2 separate regions of the Mus musculus genome follow, and region 2 is linked to region 1. The links are chromatin contacts, called in public HiChIP or PLAC-seq maps. All regions are on one chromosome and are shown on one strand. The core of a region is the stretch at or near the end of the contact, and the rest is flanking DNA. Distances in the headings are between cores, read along the strand shown.

Evidence for each region. HiChIP or PLAC-seq counts read pairs in DNA pulled down with a chosen protein or histone mark.
Region 2: a contact with region 1 is called in an H3K27ac HiChIP or PLAC-seq map of embryonic stem cells, with 6 read pairs. The contact joins the enhancer-like site here to the promoter of Fam8a1 in region 1. A contact is called at or near these places in 2 of 39 promoter capture datasets (the 3T3-L1 cell line and liver), 4 of 484 Hi-C or Micro-C datasets (the AML12 cell line, embryonic stem cells, epidermal suprabasal cells and 1 more), 1 of 115 datasets of contacts at active chromatin or transcription factors (embryonic stem cells) and 4 of 9 other capture datasets (adipose tissue, embryonic stem cells, liver and 1 more).

What each region holds. Positions count from the first base shown.
Region 1 is chr13:46,665,816-46,673,783 of GRCm38.p6, reverse strand. It overlaps Fam8a1 (family with sequence similarity 8, member A1), which reads right to left and starts at 4,307. Exons shown (of 5, transcript NM_001033192.3): 1 at 3,529-4,307; 2 at 2,455-2,575; 3 at 115-238. The coding sequence starts at 4,198.
Region 2 is chr13:46,755,198-46,763,165 of GRCm38.p6, reverse strand. Kif13a (kinesin family member 13A) reads left to right here. Exons shown (of 38, transcript NM_010617.2): 36 at 1,742-1,893. Among named protein-coding and RNA genes, the nearest start is that of Gm24620, 8.5 kb to the left of the region's middle. Within about 2 kb of position 4,090, at least 22 of the 459 cell types and tissues checked have an H3K27ac peak or open chromatin away from gene starts, as enhancers often do. A contact at or near this core is called in embryonic stem cells and regulatory T cells, where this site is marked.

The DNA.
Region 1 (7,968 bases), core at 3,058-5,557:
AAATTATGAAAACTCAATGACAAATATTTACGAAATTTGTAAATTGTCATTTTTTTCCTAGTAGATAATTTAAAATACCATTAAAACGGTTACTTGCTCCAGTTAGCAGCTTACCTCATAGAAACAAACTAACAACCTGTATATAAGCGCCACAATCATCATTTTCTGCAGGTCTTCCATTGATGTGTCTTCATCAATCTCTTCTATTATATAGTGCATGGCAAACTTAGAGATGTCCCTGCACAAAAAGAAGGGTTTGGGGTTAGAAGGAATTAGCTCCTAAGTCAGTTTTGTACCATTTTCCCATAATTAGGTCATAAAATTTAAGTGAAATTCTATGCTATTAGGTTCTCACCAACAAAGTGCATAAAATACCCATTACTTTATTCAAAAAAATAACAAATACCTAAGTAAATTAAAGCAAAAGCATGGTTGTGATTGTGGGGTAGTTTGTACCTCAGTGGTAGAGCACTGCAGAGCAAATAAGATGCCAGCCCTGATGATAGGGCAGTGACTGGTTTGTAAACTCAAACTTAATTGGGAAACCTCAGTTAAGAAAATGCCTCCATCAGATTGGCCTGTAGCAAGTCTATGTGACATTTTCTTGATTAATGATGGATGTGGGAAGGGCCTAGCACACTGTGAGTGGTGCCACCCCTGCGCTGGTGGTCCTGGGTGCTATAAGAAAAGCAAAAGCAGGCTGAGTAAGCCATGAAGAGCAGCATTTTTCCATGGCTTCCGAATCAGTTCCTGTCTCCAGGTTCCTGCCCTGACTTCCTTCAGTGATGGACTACAAGCTGTAAAATGGAATAAACTCTTTCCTTTCAAAGTTGCTTTTGATCATGGTATTTATCACTGCATCAGAGGGCACACTGGCACAGCAAGGGATACTAAAAGTATCTCCTCAGCTTTCACAGAGATTCTAACCAAGCAAGGGAAATAGAACAAAAATAAACTGGGATGCCAACCAGAACACCACAGAAAACAGACCAGTCTTCTCAGAAATGACATTTCTAAGTGCACAATACAATACAAAGAATGAAGAGAAGCCAGCCAGACTAAGAAGCAGGAAGAAGCTCCAGGCAGGAGAGAAAGCCTTGGAACAAGTGATAGGGCTCAATTTCATGGTGTAAGGAGACTGAGGAGAATGTGGGCATGTTAAACCATGTAATGAAATTCAGACTTTATCTTGTCGGTAGAAACTACAGCAGCATGTTAAGGCTGGAGAGGTTAAGTTCTGCAGCTTTTTTCTGCCCTCCAAATAAATAAATGTAAACAATAATAATAAAGGCTGTGTTAGGGGACAGGCAGGAGCTACCCAACACCTGTCGGGGGCCCAAGGTTAACACTACTTTGTATCTTGACTTTTCTATCTTCTTTTCAATTCTGACATCGTCTCATAAACGTAAATAAGTGTCTCATAGAAAATGCTTAGCAATTGGGAGCAGGCATTATCCTAAAACTTGAGTTTCTCAAGTAAATGCCATACTTTGCATTGAATCTGCTCAACTGAAAACAACCCCACTGAAATTGATTACTAAGTCCACCTACCACAAGCTCTTTGTGCTCTGAAAATTGTGTGTGTGTATGTGTATACAAATGTATGCCATGTGTATACATGAGGCTGGAGCTGGAGTTAGAGGCAGTGATAAGCTGCCTGACATGGAAACTGAACTTGGAGCCTCGGGACAAGCAGTGAGCACTCTTAACCCCTGACCACCGACCCAGCCCCTCTGTGCTTTCATGGCAGAGCCTTCATAGGCCAATAAGAAGGAAACTAACACATTCCTGGCCCAAGAGAATGGTTAATAAAAAAAACAAGCCAGGTCTGAAGGCTTCTTTAACCTATTAAAATCTTTTTTGAGATAGGATTTAACTCTGGCTGGCCTTGAACTCACGGAGATCTGCCTGCCTCTGCCTCCTGAGTGCTGGAATTAAAGGAACATGCCACCAAAGCCTCCCTCCTTTTCCCTCAGATTTTAAACAACATACTGAAGTTCTTTGTTTCTTTCTTAAAACCAAGGGGCTTGTGGTGATAGCTCAGTGGGTAAAGTGTTTATATAAAATGTCAGGACCTGAGTGCATCCCCAGAATCCATCTAAAGCCCAGGACACCTATATACCTATGTAGCACTGAGAGGGAGGACCAGTGATCTTAGGGACTTGCTGGCCAGCTGGTCCAGCTGAGATGACAAGCCCCAAGTCAAGTGAGAGATCCCACCTCAAAAAAATATAGGAGAGATTAGAAGATAACCAAAGTAGACCTCTTGGTTACATATAAACACACTTAAAAACAACCAATAGGGAAACAAATAGAACTGGTAAAGATTTCATAGAGAAGTCTTGGTCTTGGACATCCATCCATTACCCAGAGTTACTCATGAGCATGTACAGAATTTACAAAACAAGATCCCTAAATGACAGCTCCAGAATTTTCTGACTGTTCTTAACTTACTTTATTCCACTGAGATGCATGATGCTCAAGACAATGGTTGCTTTTATAAAGAAGAGAATAAAGAAATCCACCATCTCTGCCATAAATCTGTGGGCCAAGGATGGAATGACATACTCTCTACCTGGAAATTGGGAAGAAGAAGAAAAAAAATGAGTTACACAAGTTTAAGAACCAAGCCAGATAAGAAAGCGGCAAAGTAAAGTCAAGGTCCAACTAAACTTTTTAAGATTATAGCTTTGCATCAGCCAACGGCAATGATCCCATCAAGAGATCCTGTTTCTAAAATATCTAATAATGAGCTGGACATGGTGAGCTATGCCTGTAATCCCAGCATTCCAGCCCCAGACTCAGAAGACTGGCTGCAAACTTTCCTACGGTTTGCTAAGACCAGTGACTACACATCATTTACTAGATGATATTCATGACCAATAGGCTTGAGGCCAGTCAAAGCTCTCTAGACTCGTTTTGTAATCATGTCAATCGCCTTTCAGTTCCACTGTCTTTACACGGCCCAAGTCTTGGTGATTTCTAGTATTCTAATCTCGAGCCTCCCAACAGCGGGCTTGCCACCCAAGGCTAGCTTTGGATCTTTCCAGAGCCTGAAGATTACAGAGAGGATGGTTTGATAAGCATACGTCTCTACACACAAGAAGGGCTAGTGTCAGGAGTAAGGGAACCTACTAGCCGTGCCAGGTCTTAAGGGAAGGACAATCAACATTGCTTCACAGTACGTTTTTAGAATTTAGGGCCTGGGCAAACCATAGCTGATGTATGTGGGAACTATCAATGGTAGCAGCAGCTCCCCGGTTATATTTTTTCAGGAGCGAGCATACTTGTTCAATGATCCTTCAAGAGACCCCTCTGGCTAGTACAGACCTGTCTTATTCCAAGTTTGAGGCTAGCCTGGCCTACATACTGTGTTAGCCTACACCACAGGGTGAGATCCTTCCAAAATGTTAGTGGTAGGAATGGCAGTGATTTTTTTTTTTTTTTTTTAAAAAGGACCTCGACTCTATCCCTCCTCCATCCTACCCAACACCCCCCACCCCACCCCCGCGCCAACCCCGATCTCACCTGCCTGCCGCCCGGTGTCGCTGGCAGTCCGCGCAGGGGCTGCAGAACCCACCCTGGTCCCGGGGGCCGCCCGGGCCGATGGCTGCACGTGCGGGGCCCGGGCCGTGAGGCCCGCGACAGCCGTCGGGGTGGCGCCGCCCGTGGCCGCCCCCGGCCCGGGCCCCGCAGCGCTCAGGAAGTAGAAGGGGTTGTAGTACGCCAGCTGCGGCGGCGGCGGTGGCGGCGGGGACGACGGCGTCGGCGGGGACGACGGCGAGGGGACGGCGGGCTGCGGGGCGGTGGCGGCGGGTGGTGGCGGGCCGCAGTAGGCGGGCAGGGCGGCCAGGCCGCTGTGCCAGGTCAGGTAGCCGCAGTAGGACTGCCACAGCCATTCGTGCACCTGCCGCGAGTACTCGCGCGCGCTCAGCCGCCCCGGGCCGTCCGACGCCTCGCAGTCTCCCGCCTCCGGAGGCTCCGCGCCCGTCTCCCGGCGCTTGCGGAGCTCGCACTGCGGCTCGGGCTCCGACACTGCCGAGGCGACGCTCGCGAGGGCCGGGGACCGGGGGGCGGCGGCGGTGGCGGCGACGGTGGTGGTGGGAGAGCCTGGCTCGGAAGGGACCGGCTCGTGGTCCCCGCCACTGCCATCCTGCTCCGGAGGGCGGCTCCGGGCTTCCTCGGGCCCCTCTGCCATCGTCGCCCCGGAGGCCCCCTCCGCGCTGCCTGTCAAGGCGCCGTCGCCCGCCCTCGGCGGCCCCTCCCCAACCGCTCGCTCGCTCGCCACCACAGCAGCAGTGGGCGTCAACAATCCGCCTCCGGAAGCGGAAACCCCACCTCTCCGGCGCGCCAGGCTTGGGGAGCCGGGCGGGCGGTTGGTGGTGCTTTGTGAGTTGGTTCCTGGGCTACGCGATGTTTCTCGGGGGTCCTCTGTGGTACGTTTTAATCATAAATTGTGGCATATTCGGTAACGTAACGCGTCGCGGCATCGCACAACCACGTGTGCGATGCCGAGGACGTGGTCCTGGACACTGTGAACGCATCCATTTAGGCTTACGTCTGTGAGGCATTCGCCACCACTCTTGAGAATTCTAATGAACTCCATTACCAAGGTCCCTAGAGAAGATCCTGTGGGGTTAGGACATGATTGTCCCTTGTGAAACTGCATCTGACTCACCAGAATTTCCACTCCTTCAACCACAGTATTTGTTTCTTGCTTAGCACCTTAGTCTGTGTATGGTTTCGTCTTCTTTTCATCTATATGCAGCCTCCCAGATACTGATAACCTTAATACACTTTGCTATGTTAATAAGCCCAGTTAGGGGTAGTTGTGTGACTTTGAATTCCCAGGACCATATAAGGAATCTACAAGAGCCAAATACTATGAGAATATTGAACGATTATTGTGCTGGCTAATTTTATGTCAACTTGATAGAGTCTAGAGTCATTTGAGAGGAGGCAAGACCAATTGAGAAAATGCCTCTGTAAGATTGGGCTGTAGGCAAACCTGTAGAGCATTTTAAATTAGTGATTGATGTGGAAGGGCCCAGCCCACTGTGGGTGGTACAACTCCAGGCTGCTGTTCTGGGTTCTATAAGAAGGAAGACAAGCCATGGGATGAGCATCAGCTCCTGCCTCCAGGTTCCTGCCCATTTGAGTTCCTGTCCTGACTTCCCTCAGTGATGGACTACAATGTAGAATTGGAAGCCAAATAAACTCTTCCCCAACTTGCTTTTGGTCCTGGTGTTCACCACAGCATGCCGCACCTAATGGCTTGAACATGACAGTGATGCCGAGAGTCAATCCTGTCTTTCCTCTGGGAGACAGAAAAGACATCACTTTTGGCCTTTAAGAAATTCATCTGCTTCAAGGGAAAATCTTCCATGAAACACTTGAACACCTATTCACGATCATCACTAGCAGCAGGAAACATAGCTCAACACCACCAGCTCTGCAACCTGCGACACTCCTTTCCCAGCTTCAGAGACCCTTATTTAGGTACAGACCAGATTCATTCATTCATTCTCTTCCTTTCTCCCTGTCTCTTTCTCTCTTCCCCTTTCTTTCCTTCCCTCCTTCCTTCCTTCTTTTTTATTTTTTATTTTTATTTTTTGAGACAGGGTTTTTCCATGTAGCTCTGGCTGTCCTGAAACTCATTCTGTAGACCAGGCTGGCCTCAAACTCACAGAGATCTTCCTGTCTCTGTCTTCTGAGTGCTGGGAGACACTCAGTAAAGGCACGTGCCACCACGGCCAGGCTGCAACCCAGATTCTTAAACTGTGCTGAAAAAAATAATCATAATGAGTTAGAGTCAAAGTTAGCTTATTCATAGGGGAAAGGACAGGCAATGGGGAACAAGTGTGGCCACTCAGGGAGGAATGCTGCACCTAATGGCTTTACCAGCAGCAGCTGGGGAGTGTCTTGGGGAATTTGACATTAGTTGGTAAAGCACTTGATCTATAAAGTTGAGAGAAAAATGGGCTATTGAAGGGGCACCAACTTCTCAAGACAAAGGTGATTTTATTACCCCAGAGAGGACAAGCAGGGGTAGGGTTGCGGTTGTCTCTGGATCAGGCAAAGACAGCAGTAGATGTCTCTGCAGGAGTGATCTTTTTAAGGAAAAAGGGGGAAATCTGTGCCAGGATGAGTTGTTAAGTCCCGAATGGACACATCAGCCAGTGTAGCTGAATAATGAATTTTGATTGCTGGACCTTGGTGTTTTAGTCAGGCATAAAGAAATAGCCAAATAAGGGAATGGACCTTGGTGGCTATCTTTAGGAATGTAACCTAACGGCTTAGTAAAGGAGAGGGAAGGGGAGAGGGCAAGACCTGCAGGTGCCATGCTTACAACACTTGGGCCTGTTAGAGAGCCCTTCAGTTATATTCATTTCCTTATGGAAAGGGGTTTCATACCTATGTGAGAATTTAAGATGGCCTATGACTGTACTAGCAGGCTTCTATGTAAGAAAGAAACATCTAAGACAAAACCATGGGTCATTCCAGGCCTATTAGTACAGGCATGTACTTCCAGTTACTCAAGAGCTTGAGGTAGGAGATCATAAACTCACAGCCAGCTCAGGTAACTTGCAGAGACTTCACACACACACACACACACACACACACACACAAGGTTAGTGACATAGCTCTTGAATATAGCTTACTTGCTGTGTACACTTTTCGTATAATGAAATCCTCAGACATTTAGGTCAAAACTCTTGTCTCTGACAGCAAGAGACATGACAATTCAGTGGGGAGAGGGAGGGTCCTTCTTCTTTCCCCCGTGTGTTCCGTGTGTTCCTTTCATATGGTTTACCTCGGACAACTTGGTTTCAAAATCAATTCTGAGGAAAGATTTTGTTGTTGTTTTGATGCCAGAGATAAAATTCAGTACCTTATGCCTTCTAGGCAAATTAATTTAAAAAATGTTGTAACTGTACTTAATGTATAATAAGAATTGTACAATAATAATAATTGTACATATATGATGTATGTGTATGGATATGCACGTGCTATGGTGCATACATGGAGGCCAGAGGACAACTTCGTGGGTTCTGTTTTCTTCTTCTACCTTCCTGTGGGCTCCAGGGGTCAAACTCATGTTTCCAGGATTAGGTAGCAATTATCCACTGAACCATCTCTGCCAGACTGCGAGACAGATTCCGCATCACTGAACCATATCCTCAGCTACTCAGACATTTTAATACTTAAATTAGAAGTCGTGCCAGTAGGGAGGCAGGAACAGCAGGAGTGGATTTAGAAATGTCTAAAATGAGGGTGAAATACAGTGATTATTGGGGATATGGACTTTATATTTCCGTAGTATGTAGCAAAGTAAAGACATTAAGTGGCTGGAGAGATGGCTCAGCGGTCAAGAGCACTGACTGCTCTTCTGAAAACCCTGAGTTCAAATCCCAGCAACCACGTGGTGGCTCACAACCATCCATAACGAGATCTGATGCCCTCTTCTGGAGTGTCTGAAGACAGCTACAGTGTACTTGTTTATAATAATAAATAAATATTTAGACTGGAGCAAGCAGAGGTCCTGAATTTAATTTCCCAGCAACCACATGATGGGTCACAACCATCAGTACAGCTACAGTGTACTCACATACATAAAATAAATAAATAACCCCCTTAGAAGTGAAGCCACATAATCAGAGAATTAGAAACCAAATTTCGGAAAACCAGAAGTAGCAAAGCAAATAGAACACACTGTACCCAAAGAGATTGGACTGAAATCAAATATGAAATACCTTAAGTCAGAAGTAATGCAGAAGGGCTGGAGGTATGGCTCATCCATTCAGAGAGCTTGTTGCTCAGGCTTCAGGGCTGGAGTTCGAATCCAGCACCCACATAATAAGCTGAGTTGTTGTCCCAGCACAGGTGTAAGCCAGCACTGAGAGGGATGGAGACAAATGGTTTGCTGATTTGCAGCCTAGCCCCTTAAAGCACAAGTTCCAAGTTGAG
Region 2 (7,968 bases), core at 2,841-5,340, 90 kb before region 1:
GTGCCAGGAATCAAAGCGTGAGCCTCAGGTATGCTCAGCACGCTCTCTACTGCTGAGTTCTCTCTCCAGCCGAAAAGAATACTTTCTGTATGGGATTTGAAATTCTCAGGCTCATTATTCAGTTCCCCGTGTTCTGACCTTGTTCTGAGACATACGTGATTCACATTCAATTTTCTTAACCCGAGGAGTATTGACCTATCTCATCTTTTTTATACTCAAATGTTTGAAGGAAACTTGAGTCCAACACCTATCACAGGGTCATGACTGAAAGCAGCAATGAGTTAGATCAGGGGGCATCATTACTATGTAAACACACAGTCTCCCCGGGCAATAGAGAGTCCCACAGTCGATAGAAACGGGGGTCAGTGATTAGCTTCTGTCTTACACTTTACCAAGAATCAAGAATCAGTTAGCAGGAACTGGAAAGAGAACAGAAGGAGACAGAGGCCAAACAAGGCATGAGATCAGTATAGTCTTACATAGCCACGTAGCCCAAGGAAAAAGGGATCTAAGAGAAAGTGTATATAATATTCGTTCGAATTCGTGATAAATGTCAGAATATACACGAATATTATAAAGATCTTAGGAATTCAGAGGTGGAAAGTCGTCGTCGTGAGCTGGAATTAGTCTGATCAGAGGAGCTTCAGCTGGATCTTGCAAAGAGTTACGGGGCTGGAGCGGCAGCTTGGTGGTTAGAGCACAGACTCTGTCGCAGAAGACCCAGGTTTGATTCCCAGCACCAGCATGGCTCCTTAAAACCATTTAAAACTCCAGTCCCCGGGGATCTGACACCCTTTCCTGACCTCCCTGGGCATCAGACATGTATATTGTGCATGGACATACATGCAGATAAAGCACCCATGTGCATAAAATAGATAAATCATAATATTTTTTTAGAAAGAAGGTTTGGTTTCTTGTTGCTGATTCTCTCTCACTCAGCAGCCCTTTAATACTTCTTTGTGGCTATAGATTTTATTGACTCTACTTTATCATTGCATTTATTTCGCTTATATTGCATAAGTGTGAGGGAGTTGGGGGTGTATGTCACAGCACACATGTTGAGGTCACAGGACAATTTGGGGGAGTCAATTCTCTCTTTCCATCACCTGGATTAAAATCCACTCAGGTTGTCAGGTTTGGTAGCAAGCCTTATCCATCTCTCTAACCTGATTACTCCCTCGTCCCTCAGCCGTTGGGAGGCTGAACTAAATGCGCGCACACACATACTGTTTTTGCTGTTGTATCTGATAGCATCATGGCTGCGGGTGCTTACTTTCCATGGCTAGGACAAACTACCTTAGAAAAACTCACCTGAGAAAGGTTTGTTTGGACTCACGACTTCAAAGGTTTTGATCAAGGGTCGGCTTGCTTCATGCTTTGGAGCAGAGGCAGAGCAGAACACCAGAGTGGTAAGGGGCTATAATGGTGAATGCTTCACACCTCAAGAAAGAAGGGAGAGGGCTGGAGAGATGGCTCAGCCATTAAATATAAGAAAGAAGGGAGAGAGGAGAATCCTCGGACAAAAGCTCACCATTCAGAGGCATACGCCTAGTGACCCTGTTCCCTGCAGCTCAGCCCAGTCAGCCATCTGTCTGCATTGATGAAGCTAGCCCCCTCCTGATACCATCAGTATAAAAGTGGAATTGAGCTGGGGACCAAGCCTGTGTAATGGCCTGGCTCCCTGTGCGCCTGCGACCATGCTCGGCTATCTGAAAACTCATGCCCTCTTTGTATTCCTCAGGTTGTCCATCAGAGAATCCTCATGCCTTAACAGTCAGCCCTTTTAAAGCGTTCTCTCCTCAGCCACCAAAGTTCTTCAAACCCCTCATGCCTGTAAAAGAGGAGCATAAGAAAAGGTTGGCCCTGGAAGCCAGACCTCTCCTAAGCCAAGAGGTAAATGTTCGACTTCTCTCTACTGTGTAGCACTGCTTGGAATGGTGCAGTCTTCAGAGAGCAGTGGTTGGCAGTCGAGTGTTGGATGCTGCATGGAATTGTGCATGCATTAAGCCCCTTCTCAGAAGCCTTTCTCTCAAGCATGCAGGGCTGTGACAGGAGGTTTTAATTATTGTTGCCACGGTTGGCTTCTCTGTAGCAATGACGTTTTGGTCTTTTGTATCCTTCCAGAGAGAAGGAGGTGCCCGAAAGGCATTTTGAAACTGTAACAGGCCTTTATGTGTCCCCTTGTTGATAAAACTAATGTCTTGCCTTGCCACAGAGTATGTGCACGCCTTTAAGACTTTACCTGTAGTTTAACTCTGACCCGTAACATTGGCTGCTGTGTCCTTCACATGTAATAAAAGTGTTGTTGTTGCTCTTTCTAACATGCATGTACTTGGTAGACATGTTGGCTGTGACCGTCTCCTGTGTGTGATGCATCTGTGTGTCTTAACCTTTGCAGAGCATGCCTCCATCCCAGGCACATAACCCTGGCTGCATTGTAACCCCAGGAAGCAATGGCAGCAGCATGCCAGTAGAACACAGTAGCAAACCCGAGAAGAAGATTGTAAGTTCTGCAATGTTTCTATCATATCACCTGGTGGTGGGTCTGAAGCCCTTTCCCAATCCGCCATCCAAATGCTTTCAAAGAAATTAAGACAGGTGCTGAGTCCTGACTTTACAAATGAAGTGTTGCTCTTGGTAATGCCGTTTTTGCATGAGTGCAACCTTGAACTGTGATTTTTTCCCCCTCTCTCTCTCTAAGTGTGCTATTTTATTTAACTCCTTTCCACATCATCTTAAGTTTCGTAGCTAGTGGGGGGAAGCACCTTTGATGGCTCTGGTCATTATAAAGAAAAGTGTAACAGCAAGATCAGTTTAAATAATACCAAAATCTCTCTAATGTGTCTACGCACATTGCCCAGATTCTGAAGTTAATCTACCTAGAGGAATTGCATTTACTTGGCGTAAGTAATCCCGCACTTAGTTGTGGGTGTGTTTGAAAGCTTTCTTGTGTGGCTGCTACCAAGATACCTGTGTAGTTTGTAGCTGCTCTGCCCAGTCATCCTTCCTCAGCTCGATCCCCCCAGCACCAGCAGCTTCTGTTTACCTACCTGACAAAACATTCCAACCTGGTTCTTCTTGGCCTGGCTTTTAGATTGGTGAATCTGTGTTACTCAGCACAAGTAAGGTAGACCTCTGCCTGCAAAACCTTGGTCTCCAGCATGGTTCCAAAGCTGCACGTTCTAAGTGCTGGGAGGGGCGGCTCACACCTGAGATCACACGTTCAAGGCCGGCCTGGTCTGTAGAGTGAGCAGTCTCCAAATAAATGAATAAAGTGAAACAAAACCTATGAAATGCCAGTTTTTCAAACACCATGGTTCCTGGTTACTTTTCGTTATAAGATACACCTCAATTTAAAACCAATTTTTTTTTCTAAACCTGTAGGTGTGGAAGTCTGGGAAGAATCATGTGATGTGATTTCATGGTTTTCACTCTCCTGTGCCTTCCTAGGCTTGAGCAGGGGGTGGGGGGAAACCCAGCCTGGGCAAGAGGAAGCTGTTTGATGTTTGCTGCTGCCTATGACCCGCTGTCTTAAGCAGTGTGGGGAGTCTTATTCCCAGGGTCAGGCCCACTCATGGTGCATCAGTGTGAGACCGTTAGTTGCGCCATGCGCTGTGCAGACACTAACTGCATCTTCAGCTGATGCTGCAGCAGGCCACTCATCTGCATTCAGCTGATGCTGCAGGGGGCCGCTCATCTGCATTCAGAGAGGCAGTTAGATCATGAAGCAGTGACTACTGATCCTAACCGAGGGGAGGAAGAGCAGCCATTCCCTTCCTTAGCCACTCGTGTTCCTAAGTTCTGTTTGCCTGCTCTATCTAGCTCCTCATGGGGAAGAGGGTAGCATGCCAGAGACTGTTCCTTCACCTGCGTGGATGTTAAAGAGCCATCCCCACTTAACCTCACCATCCCCTCTCTGAGTGTAGAAAATCACTGGGTGCACTAAAAGGGCCAGTGGCTGTGCCTTTACCCTTCAGCTTGTCAGGATGTGTGTCTGATAGAGCCATTTATTTTGCTCCAATACCCTCCAGAGGCTGCCAGGAGCACCTTCTAGTGCTATCCAGCACGCAGATGTGCAGTTCACACAGCTTGCCCCACAGTTACTCTCCTGCCTTTCCTTTAAAGAGCTTAAAACGAAGCCCATCTCAGCAGGCAGAGTAGAGGACCGCACCAGATTCTTTTGACCCAAGACATCTTGAGCAGTACTTGGGCACTGTGTGACCAAATGCATCATGTACGGCTGCTGAGCAGGGTTGACTGGTATCTTTTTGTTCCGGGAACAAGACTAGAGAAGGCTGCCTCTGCTGGCCTTAGAGGCATAACTGCTGCGCATGCCTACTACGCATGCGCACTGCGCTTGGGGCGGTTGCACTATGTTCTCTTTGGCGGGTCTTCCGGAATGTTTTGGTAGTCTACGTGGCTCGCTTGTTTGAGCTGGGGGCTTTTATTTTCTTGGGAAAGCTTTTATTTTATTTCCCCTCTCATAAATTGACATAAGCTATTCCCTTCCTTTTTGTCATCGTTGTTGTTGTTTTATTTTGTTTCTTTGTTTTCTGAGACGGGGTCTCAGTATGGAGCCCAGGATGGTCTTTAACTTGCAACCCTCCTGCCTCAGCCACTTGAGTACAGGATGGCAGGTTTATGCCACCAAACTTGGCTATGACTGACTCTTGTAGCTTGTGTCTGATCACTTAAAAAGATATACAGGCATATGCCTTATCCTGTATAAATAAGATTTAAAAGGGGGGGGGGGGAGAACAAAAAACAAACAAACAAAAAAACCCAGCATTTTTCCCCCCAGGCTTTTATTTTTATCTCATATCGCGGTACAGGGTATTAGACCCAGGGCTTCTGCCAGGCGAGCTCTCTGTCCCTGAGCCATATCCTTTGCGCTTTATTTTTTTAATTGTTTTGAAACAAATTCTTGCTAAATTTCCCAGGCTGTCTCACTGTGTAGCCAAGGCAGTCCCCAGACTTAAAATTCTCTTGCCACAACCTCCCAAGTAGTTGGGATATCACACGGGCACCACTAGGAGCAGCTTTGAGCTCGTCTTTTCTGAAGTCATGAGGCCTAGGGAATAGGAATAAGAAAGTTGACCCTTTCCCCTGTATCCACAGTCCCCATCTCTGGTCCTGCAGGCAACGTGGCTTTCTCCTCTCATTTCACTGAAGAAACAAAGGTCTGGGATGATTGAGCAATTTGCCCCAAGTCCTGGTTACTGGAAGCATAAGACAGAGAGATTCACATCCTGAGTGCAGGTCTGCGCTCTGCCTCAGAGCCCCCCGGGGGTGAGGGGGATGCATAGCTGTGCTGGTAGCCATTTCTGGTAACCCTCCACAAGCCGACTATAGTGACCGCAGAAATTACATTCCCTGTGGAACGCTCCCTACCAAGGGTCCCTCTCTTTAAAAAAATCAAAGTACTTTGTCTATGGATAAATATCACCTTCATACGTTAAATGGGGCAAAAAATAAACGCGCAAAGATGAGAGCTTCAGAGAAGCCGAGCGTTTGACCCGGTGTTCCGCCTTTGGGTCAGGCTCTAAGGGTTGTAACCTTTCTTTTGCTCGTAAGCCATCTGTAGTAAGTAAGGGACTCAGTTCAGTGCCCTTTAAGATCTGGTGTTAAATGAGCACACTGTGCTATATGCTATCTAACTAAAGTCCCCACTGTGCACTGTGAGCCAGAAACCTTTTTTTTTTTTCCCTCCTTGAAAACATTTCTCAAGCAAACTTTTAGTCTCCTTTTAAATGTTAGAAGACATTGAATACTTACTGAGGATTTTGGTTTTATTTCCTGGCATAAGTTGTCCTTATCCCGTTAGCCTGATTCCTATTTATTTATTTACTTATTTATCTCCTAGAGTTCATGGGTGCTTCATGTTTCCCAACTCATTCTCAGCCTTTAGGAATAATTTTTACTTCCCAAGTTTGCCACATTTCTACCCATTTCTACACATTAAACTAATGGTCGCTTATGTCATCGGCAAACAATACTTTAGAAAGATGCAAGTTCCCCAGACCCTTAATCCTCATTTGCAAAATTGCTTTTTCTTGTACAACAAATTTTTTTGGTGACCAATTATATTGGGTACTCTTGGGCTTGGAAAATTACATTTTTTTAAGCTTAAATTAAAAAAAAAAGGAGTAGTAAAACTTGAAATTCAACTTTCAGTCTAAGTATAATGAATACAAAAAAATCTAAAAAATACAGGAAAGGGTGGGTGTTTGAGATAATCTGTCCAGCCTCTGTTTTTTGTTTTGTTTTGTTTTGTTTTCTTGTTTTTGTTTTTTATCAGCATCACAGCCCAGAGGAAGAACACGCCATCCCATATACATGGCTTTTTTTTTTTTGGTTTTGCTTGCTTTATGTCTTCATAATGCTAGTGAACAAACTAGGTGCCTTGTGTATGCCAACTAGTCCTTTACCAAGAGAGAGACACTCCTCCCAGCCTGTACTGGTCACTTTTCTGTTGCTATGATAGAGAACCAGGACCCAGGGAACTTATAAAAGAAATCCTTGACTTGGGTTTACAATTTTAGAGAGTTAGGATCCATACTGGCAAGACAAGACAGATGGGCAGGAAGAGCTGAGAGCTCACATCCCAGACCCCAGGCAGGAGGCAGAGAGAACTTGCTTCAGGTATCATGAGTCTTTTGAAACCTCAGAGTTGGCCCCTGGTGACACACTACCTCCTCCACAAAGCCACACCCCCAGCCCTTCCCACACAGTCTCACCAACTGAGGATCAGGCATTCAGTTGGATGAACCTATGGGGACTGTTGACATTCAAACTACAACACGGCTGTTTTCAAACTACAAAGTCATTCAAACTACAACCACCAGTTTTTAAAATACAAATGCATGATATTGATTTAGTTGTGTGTGCAAGCCTGTGTGTGGTGTGTACATGCCACAGCACACGTGTGTGTGTGTGTGTGTGTGTGTGTGTGTGTGTGTGTGTGTGTGTGTGTGTAGATGAGAGGACAGCTTGCAGGGATTAGTTCTCTCTTCACCTTGTGCACCCCAGGGATTGAATTTAGGTCCTCAGGCTTGGCAGCAAGCACCTTTACCTACTGAGCCATGTCATTGGCCCTACTTTGAAAGAAAGAAATACAGATAGGAAGGAAGAAAGGAAGGAAGGAAGCAAGCAAGCTACCTAATTTTAAAAGCATCTAACAATTGGGATACAAGGGTAATAGCTGAGTCTGATGGCACACACCTTTAATCTCTTCCTTGGGGAAGTAGAGTCAGGCTGATCTCCATGAGTTCCAGACCAACCTGGTCTATGTAGCAATTTCAGGCCAGCCAGGGCTAGACAGTCAAACTTGTCTCAAAAGAAAACAAACAAAGAAGATACAAGGACAAAACGAGTATGCCCTTGTCAAAAATTTTGTTTTGTTAATTTCAAAAACTTTTATCATGTGATATTTGATACTTATCTTTAAGACTGGTAATTTTTTTCAAGTAATTTATACTCACTTTTTTTGTTTGTATTTTGTTTGTTTTTGTTTTTTGAGACAGGGTTTCTCTGTATAGCCCTGGCTGTCCTGGAACTCACTCTGTAGACCAGGCTGGCCTCGAACTCAGAAACCCGCCTGCCTCTGCCTCCGGAGTGCTGGGATTAAAGGCGTGCGCCACCACGCCCGGCTTCTGCTCACTTTTCCTTTCTTTGGAAGGGTCCTAAAATTAAACTGAGGGCCTTGCGTGCCCTGAACATGTGTCACTGAGTGCACCTCCTACTAAATGCTTTAAGCCTTTAAAATTGATTTGCAAGTTGAAGCAGCAATAGAGAGTATTAATTTTTTTTTTTTGAACTGGAGTTTCACGTAGCCCAGGCTGTTCTCGAACTCACTATGCAGCCCAGGCTGATTTCAGCCTCACTGTCTAGCTGCGGATGCCCTTTGACTTCTGATCTTCTAATCTCCAGACCTCTGAGTGCTTCGTAGTTATGTGCCACCAAGCCTGA